Linked DNA regions of Mus musculus: region 2 is linked to region 1. A link is a contact called in public Hi-C data. All regions are on one chromosome and are shown on one strand. Each heading gives the region's core, a stretch centred on a gene start, on an enhancer-like site or on the middle of the called end of the contact. The rest is flanking DNA. Distances are from core to core; before and after follow the strand shown.

The links. A called contact is a pair of places that touch in the nucleus more often than the background predicts.
Region 2: a contact with region 1 is called in a Hi-C map of the N1E-115 cell line, with 2.3 times the contacts expected there. The contact joins two enhancer-like sites. A contact is called at or near these places in 1 of 15 datasets of contacts at CTCF or cohesin (the NIH/3T3 cell line), 4 of 484 Hi-C or Micro-C datasets (the G1E-ER4 cell line, the N1E-115 cell line, cerebral cortex and 1 more) and 1 of 115 datasets of contacts at active chromatin or transcription factors (stem cell-derived neural progenitor cells).

Annotation. Positions count from the first base shown.
Region 1 is chr1:159,391,563-159,396,088 of GRCm38.p6, forward strand. No RefSeq gene overlaps it. Among named protein-coding and RNA genes, the nearest start is that of Mir1843b, 53 kb to the left of the region's middle. Within about 2 kb of position 2,584, at least 114 of the 459 cell types and tissues checked have an H3K27ac peak or open chromatin away from gene starts, as enhancers often do. A contact at or near this core is called in the N1E-115 cell line, where this site is marked.
Region 2 is chr1:159,480,681-159,484,608 of GRCm38.p6, forward strand. No RefSeq gene overlaps it. Among named protein-coding and RNA genes, the nearest start is that of Tnr, 41 kb to the right of the region's middle. Within about 2 kb of position 2,376, at least 4 of the 459 cell types and tissues checked have an H3K27ac peak or open chromatin away from gene starts, as enhancers often do. A contact at or near this core is called in the N1E-115 cell line, where this site is marked.

The DNA.
Region 1 (4,526 bases), core at 1,334-3,833:
CTACTGTAACCCAGAACCTCAGTGTGTTTATCAGGTACAGCACGGGGAGGGGGTGGCGGAGGAGGGGGGACTAGCTAGACTTGCTAGGAGGTGTCTGAAGTGACCGTCTCAGGCTACAGACATCCAGGAGAATGAAGCTGCAGTTGCTAGTTTTTTGTTTTTTGTTTTTTTTCTTTCAAATGATTGTACACACTCGTCAATCATTTGAACTCAGACTCCCGTGGAGAACTTGCCTCTGAGGCTCACCCAGGGAAGGCTTAGCCACTCCCATGGGGCTGAGGCATAGAATCTTTGACATGGCTATGCTCATAGCAACAGTGCAAATCACCAAGACTTCTGTCACTCAGGGTTTCCTCTGCTCCCTACAATGCCTCCCTAAAACAGATGGTTTTATTGTTTGTTATTGGCCCATTCTTTGATAATAAACTCTCTCTCTCTCTCTCTCTCTCTCTCTCTCTCTCTCTCTCTCTGTGTGTGTGTGTGTGTGTGTGTGTGTGTGTGTGTGTGTGTGTGTGTGTGTGTGTGTGTGTGTGGTTAAGAATAGGTGTCTTCCTCTATAACTCCCCATATTAGTTTTTGAGATAGGGTCTCTCGCTGAACCTGGAATTCATCACATCAGTTTGACTGACTGGCCAGCAAGCCCCAAGATCCTCCTACCTCTGCATCTCCAGAACTGGGATGACAGGTGTGTCCCTACTACATCAGGCTGGGATGACAGGTGTGCCCCTCCACATCAGGCTGGGATGACAGGTGTGCCCCACCACATCAGGCTGGGATGACAGGTGTGCCCCTGCACATCACATTTTTATATGGGTGGTAGTGATTGAATCTCAGACTTGTATGGCAAGCACTTTACTAACTGAACTATCTCCCCAGCCCAATAGCCTCCACCTTTATGGATCTGGGTTACCAGGAGCCTGCCCTAGGCAGGAGCTGTTCGAGTACAATTCCACATCACACATTCCCACATAAGGAAACTAAGGCTCAGGAAGGTTAGGAAAATTAAGGAAGACCACACAATTTCAACACCCAGTAAGGAGGAAGGCTGAGATTGCAGTGGTAGCCTCTGCTTATGACACTGTCCTACATTTCAGGCAACGGGACCTGGCTCAGGGGTGTTGGAGCTCTTGTGAAAAACGAACCCCAACATAACAGAACATGCTGAATTTTCATTTCTTATTCCAGCTCAGCAGCATGCCCTTCCACTCGAGGGATAGATGAGAGATCTGCCTCTTACCTACTGTGTAGCGTGAGCAGCTGATGCACAAAGGAGGCTAGTAGGTCAGAGGAGGCCGGAGGATGCGAGCCAGCATCCCACAGAGCCAGAGAGCAGGTGGGAGGCCAGGTGCGATGGGTCATCATGGGGAGATCCCCGTGGCAAGCAGGTCTGCAGTCCTCGCTCCAAGGGGCTCTTGACACTACAGTGAAAGCTTGCCTCTATGCTGTGGTCTCAGACAACCTTTCAGGAGTACCTCTCTGACCCCTGACCCTCAGCTGAACAGCCCTCTCTGCCTGGCCGGGCCATTCAGTCTCCTCCTGGTCTCTCCTTACAATTCCGGCCTGCAGCAATCATGCATTCCACTGAAATTACAATTTCAATGATTCATTTGGCAATTAATCATCTCCTGCCTTGCAACATCCCTTCTATTCCATGTTGAGCTGTTATTTAGAAGTGCAATTGTTCAACTTTCCACAGCAGCATATGCTGCCTCGCTAAGCTAGCTGGGGGTGGGGTGGGGTTAAGGGGTTGTTGTCTCTCTGCTGCAGTCAATCAGGCTGGAGGAGCTGTGTGAGACTCACACTGGAGGGGCCAGGAAGTGGGCAGGGGCACTAACTCAGCAGGCAGGGAGAGCAGGATGCAGGAGCCTGGAGCCTGCCACAGCTATTGAGGCAGCTAGGCAGCCCCTCCCACGCATGCACACTGCCTTCTTCTTCTTCTTCCAGATTCCCTAGTTATAAAACATTTCTGGATAGAAACCGTCTTAGGAATTTTCCATGCAGCTGCACTGTCTCCTTGCCTAGATTTCATTTCCTGTGGGCATGGACCATTCATTTTACTTTCCCTAAGTTGCTTAATAGGATACAGGCATCTCTGAAGTTACACGGGCAGGCCTTGGCTCTGTACTTATGAACTGTAAACTTGGACAAATAATTCCACTGCTTTCAGTTTCATTTACATCCCTCTAACATGGGGAAGGGGTGTCTATCTTATGGTGTTGTTAGAAGGGTCTTGAAGCCAGCATGTCAAATAGCTCCCAACTATTTGTATTTGCTCTCACAGAATTATTATTATTATTATTATTAATTATTTTCTATTTGTAGATGGGATTTAGGAGAGAGGAGCAGGGAGGATAGGAGGGAGATATTTTGGAGGACAAAGGGACAGCCAAGTAAGGGACTGAGTTTCATGCCTGTGGGCTGTCCAAGCATGGCTGAGGGGATGTCTAAAAGGAGGGTTAGGGAGAGGAAGTCTGAGCAGGGAGTGGCACCAAATGGCTTGCAGAAAACTCCAGGCCTGAGATGTCCCTGGCTTCTCTGTGCTTAATATCAGAGTGTTTGCTTGAGATGAACTTGACCTTCAAGGTCAGGGATAGACCCGAGGAAGGCCACACAAGTCAGCAGAAAGAACACTGAAGGCAGAATGGCTAGGGAGTGCTTTCTCCAACTGCATTCTGTTCTGGATCCCAGACACCTCCTTAAAGCCAAGGACAAGAGGGGGCCAATTTCACAAGTTGAGCCCAGGAAGGATTTTCAGTGTTTTAATATAATAAAGGTGGGTATGTCCAAGCAAGAAGATGGTCTTTTCTGGCCTGAGACCTAGGTAGGCTGAGACCCACTTTCCCACTCCTCCAGTGTCACTCTCAGGGGCTGCATATGTCTGTTCTAGTCTCCCTACATGCAGCAATCTGGCCACATAAGCACCCAGAGACTGATGTCACACATCAGACTCACCGGGAGCAGAGCAGGTCTCTGGAAGAGAAAGGGGAGTGATGAGGGTGGTACAGAAATGCAGCTCATCTTGTACAGAGATTGCTCAGCACATGAAACCTGGGGTTTGCTTTCAAGCACCACATAAAGAAGTTATGGCAACAGAGACCTGTAGTCCCAGCACTTGGGAGGTTGAGACAGCAGGATCGGAAGTTCAAAATCAACCTTGGCTATAAAGTGAGTTTGAAGTCATCCTGGGTTACAGGATAGCCTGACTTAAAAGAAAAAGGGCAAAGAGAGACTTAGGGAGAGAAAAAGTAGATGGGAGCTGTCTCGTCTTTTGATTGAGGACATGGGCAAGAAGTATGCTCAAGAATATAGACCTAGGAGCTGAAGAGATGGCTTTGAAGGTAAGGGCATTTGTGAACAATCCTGAGTTCAGTTCCCAGAGCCCAAATGGTAGAAGGAAAAAACCCACTCTCACAAGTTTGGCTGTGACCTCCATACATATCCTAACCCCTCCCCCCACCCCCAAGGGAAAAAGAAGAGTCCAGGACCTGGGGCTCTGAAGAAGAACCAAGCAGGCTAGGTGAGCTTTGCCTCTTTTGTGCCTCTTTTGCTTCCAGTAGGGTACAATTACCCCACCCCACCCCCAACACACACAAACATTGTGGCAACTGAGCACTGTGTGGATTTCTCACTGAGTGCTGTTGTAAGTACAACACGCACACAGGATCCAGATGACCCAGCACAAACAAAAGGGACAGAGTGTCTCCTTAGTAATTTTCTTTTGTTCTAACTATAAGTTTAAGATGAATTTAGGATATGTTAGATTAAACAAAACATATTATTAAACTTACTATGAGCTGTTATAATTTTTTCCTATATACTACAAACTTTAGGGTAAGATGCAGCATGGTCTACGTTACATTTTCATTGAGCAGTGTTATTGTTCATTCCAGGCAGACGGCTGGCTGATGGGAAAGTGTCCCCCATATTGACTTCCTGAGGAATGAAAGGACCACACAACATGGGTTCCACTTACAGAGAGAGCACATTGTATAGCTTATTCAATCCCCTTGCCCCTGATGCATCTTCCGCATCCCATAATGTTTAGGACTTTTAACCCCCATCTCCGAGTTTTAAACAATATCCAGAATGTAGGAAGCTTTTGGAAAATGTTTGCTGAATGGATGGATAGATGAACAAGGCAAATTGGGCTCCCCTCATCCCTCTACTCCAGTACTACTAGGGACATTTTCTCATTTTAGGGGTGCGAGGTGAAGAGTGTCTATCCTCATAAGAGGGCTTCTGTGCTTGCGTGCATGTGGTGTGTGGGGAGCGGGGCGGGGAGGAGGGAGGAAGGCGCATGCGCATAGGTGCGGTGTGGGTGCCTGAAAGCAGAAAGAGGTTCTGGCTTCGGTCTTCTCATGAGATGACTATCAATGGCTCTTAGGGGCTCTACTGAGGCTCAGGACACCTCCAAGGTCTGTGAGCAGAGAGTCACTGGGGCGAAACCACATACGAGTCTGCATTTTGAGGTAACCCCAAAATATCCATTTCTCCCAGTTTCTTGGAGAACAAGGAAATGAGCTTGA
Region 2 (3,928 bases), core at 1,126-3,625, 89 kb after region 1:
AGTAGGATCAGAGATAAACCTTACTAGAGTACTAAGTACTTGTCAATGATAAACTTTTTTTGGAAGCCCCCTTTAACATTAATTTATTCTTGCCCAGATGCTAAGCTGTTGGAGGTATGGTGGTCTGACTCCATGACAATTGTTAGATTATTCCCTTGTGCCTGGCTATCTTGAGAAGAATTCTTAATATCTGGTGGGACTGCCCTCATGGCAGCTTGGCTGATTTGGACACTCAGGGGATGTCTTCAGAAAGCCACAAGACCACTATGTTGCTTGCTTTCTAGCATAGCCCTAGTACCAGAATACAATATCCTAGCTATGATGGCTTAAAACAACTTACATGGGCCTTTGTCATAGCAAGATTTTGTGAACTCTGTTGTCCATTTTCACCCAGGTGGGATGGGGGCACTTTTCCTGATGGATCCATAGACTTGTGATTGATGTAAGTATGGTCCTTCATGTGCACGAGAAACTGCTGTGACATGTGCAAACACCCTTGCATACCTTGTTTTAGCTATATGAGGAGACTATTGCCTCATTTGATAAGCTAGCTAGGAGATAACCCTGTGCTGCTTCCTGATGTTATAATATTAGGCCCAGTGGTGGGTGGAACCTTCCTACTGATGATCTTTTCTTGCCTAGTCCTGCTTTTTATTATTAGTGGAGTGTGCTGAAACAGTAACATGAAGGAAAGACCATGGAAACAGTGGTAGAGTATAGCAGCCACTGCCTTAATGGCAATAACAGTAGCATATGTGAGTAGATGTAACAAGAAGAAATTAATAGTGAAGACAGGCTACCTGAAGAGCCACAGATAGTGACAGGAGACTAAATGGCAAGAAGCAAATGTGGCAGAGTGTCAAGGTTGGAAAAAGAAGGCTGAGAAGAGCCTGAGATGAGACCCACCCCCCATCCCCATCCCTGGAAGAGTTCTAAAGAACAACTAAGTTGACAGAATAAATGTCCCAGAGTTTAAAACTATAACACTAACCAATGTCAAAGCCTAGACTCCCAAACTGTATGTTTTATTAGTATCTGTAATACCAAAAGTCTCCTGCTCCAGGACTTAGACCTTTGGCTCTAGGTTAGATGTATTAATTAGGGCTTTAACCATAAGTCACTCTAGAACAAGAAGCAGCAGACAGTGCCTGCTCATGTTGAAGCTTACAGAGCATGTAGCTATAAGCTTTTGGCTACCCTAATAGTCTCCAGGCTCTGGCACTCAAGGACCAGGACTAACTCTCCTACTGGTGTAGACGAGATGCTTCTCATTTGCTCTTTAAATCCATCCAGGTAGAGTCAAAAGTCAGCTAATGATAAGAGAATCCCCTTGGTCATGACAAGCACAGGCTAGCTTGCTGGAAGATGGTAGCCAACATAGAGGGGGGCTGAGGTGTAGTAGCAGAGACCAGTAGAGGCCACCCCAAGGTCCCAATTCAGTAACTGGCCACAGATGCATAAACAAATCTACATGACCTCAGTCAAGCCTGGTCTAGAAAGAACTGCCCAATCTGCATAGAAACTCAGAATCGAAATGAAAGGTAGTTTTCATGGCTTATTTCATTTATTAATTGACTAGGTCATACAACACCTAGGTGTTTGCTATACATATATGAATGCCTCTGTGAAGGTATTTTTCAGATATAATTAACTTTTAAAGTGGTAGACTAAAGCAACTTGCCCCTTGTAATGTGGGTAAGCCTCATTCAGTCAGATGAATACTTTAAGGAAAAAGATCCCCTCACCATTTCCAGGAGTTCTAGCTATGAGTCTCTGATAATTTTGGAGCCTCTTTTTGTACAATTTCATGAACAAATTCCTGACAACACCCCTCCTCTCCCTTACTCCTTTCTACCCCTTTTATTGGTTTTACTTCTCCAGAGAACTTGATTAACACAGTAGTGCCTTAATCTAATGAACTGTGGGTGATTTGTCATGCAGCAGTAGTTACCTGATAGACATTTTCCTTTCCTGGGGCTACTCTGTGCCCAGCTATGTCCCTTCCCATCTCTGCAGGGACCTGGACCCCTCACTTCTTGATTTGCCGAAAGCCTTACCCCTCCCCCCAGCTGCCTCTTTGGCTCATGCCTTTAGGGGAGAGACTCTCACCCTATCACAACTTCTATAGTCCTGCATTTTTTATCTTTATTGTTGATTTCGATGAGGTGATGGGGGATGCTCCCTTCGGGTTTTTAACCCTGACTTCTAACAGTTTGAGTGCTTTTCTGCAGACATCTTCAAAGAGGTTTTCGGGGACCATGGACCAGTCTGCTCTCTCAGAGGATCCACAAGGTCTCTTGAGTGAGGCTTAACAGACAGCCTATGACCTCTGCTCTCTGCCCTGTTCTCTAGCCACACCTTATTCTCTGACTACGTGGGTCCTCTCATTTGTGTAAATACAGGCTTCTTCAATTTCCTATCACATGCTTGAATTTACTTTAGGTGCATGACTCATAAACTCAATCTAAAATCCTGGCTGCAAATCCCATCCCATAATTTTAATGGTCTAATTAGACACTTCATTTGGCTGTTACCTCAGACCCAGCACTCAGCAGACCAGCCTATCTCCTTAAAACTGTATTTACCTTCATTATTTCTATCTCTGATGTTTCCTCCATTAGCCCAGCCTTTATTCTTTGGTTTCTTTTCTGGGCTTTATAAATGCCTTTTATGAAATCTCACTGGATTTATCTCTTCCACCATCAGTACAGTCATCTTGGTCATTTGGGGATTTATGATTCTTGCCAAAGGACCACAGAAGCCAGTCAGCACCTCCCTCTGCTCCAAATTCATTCATTGCTTACTCCTTCTGACTCCTGGCTAGGGTCTCTTTTTTTTTTTCCCAACCAGTACCCTATACTTTCCATAACTACTCCTTTTTCTATCTCATTGTCCAGGTCCCCATTTTGGAGAGCTAATGGGAAACCCTCCACTAGAGATGCCCAGGAAGATGTAATCTGGTTCACCTCCCCCTTTATGAGTCAAGTTCATTAGGTAAGCTCTGGAAGCTGGACCCCACTGTGCAGCCTCGGTTGTGAGTCTCTGATCTTAGAGACTCCTTAGAGACCTCTTCCTGATCTTTCTGTCTTAAGGAGTCTCCTCCCATCCCTTCCTCCATTCTCCCCTTACATGGGTCCCCCTTTATCTAGGATCTTGTCTAACTTCTGATTTTCCATCCTGATGTTTGAATAACACCCCAGCGTATAACATTTGGATTAGATTTCATCCAGCCGCCAGTGAGCACCCCATGGAATTGCAATGCTTACATCAAGATCCTCCTCAGATCCGGGGATGCACAGGTTCTCATCATTGCCTAGCCTCTGAAACCCTACTTCTACAGAATGAGCACATTTTATGGATTGTCACACAGTCCCTTGGCATCAGATGTTTCTCTTCCGCCCTATATTGACCCTGAAGGAAACTTGTCTATTTTTGTTGATTTATGGTCATGGAGTATATATATTTGTATCAGTGTGGGACAGGGATGGAAGTGAAGATGGTTATTTACGTTGCAACAATCTTGCCACTTTAAAATCAACAGCTAATATTTCTGTTCTGCAATGCCCTTGGCTGTTGCCTTGAGACTTTTTATTTTTGTGAGCTTCTTTGATTGTGTGGCAGCCATCCTCACCCCTCACTCTGGACTAGTACCCAGGCTCTGACTTCTTCTTTCTCTGTTTATACAGAGCCAGGCAGAGAGTGGTAGAGAAGGATGCCCAGGGCACCCATGGTTTATCCACCTCCACCAGAAACTCAGCAGGCCTGCTTCTGCTTAGTGAACACTCTTTTCAGAAAATTGCAGGGCAAATCCCTTCCATGCTCCCCTTGGTTAACCATTCTTTCCTACGTCTGGGGTAAATGCCTCTTCTTCTAGTCTCTTTCTTTCTGTTTTCCTTTCTGATCATTGAAGCCCCACTGACTCAGTGGC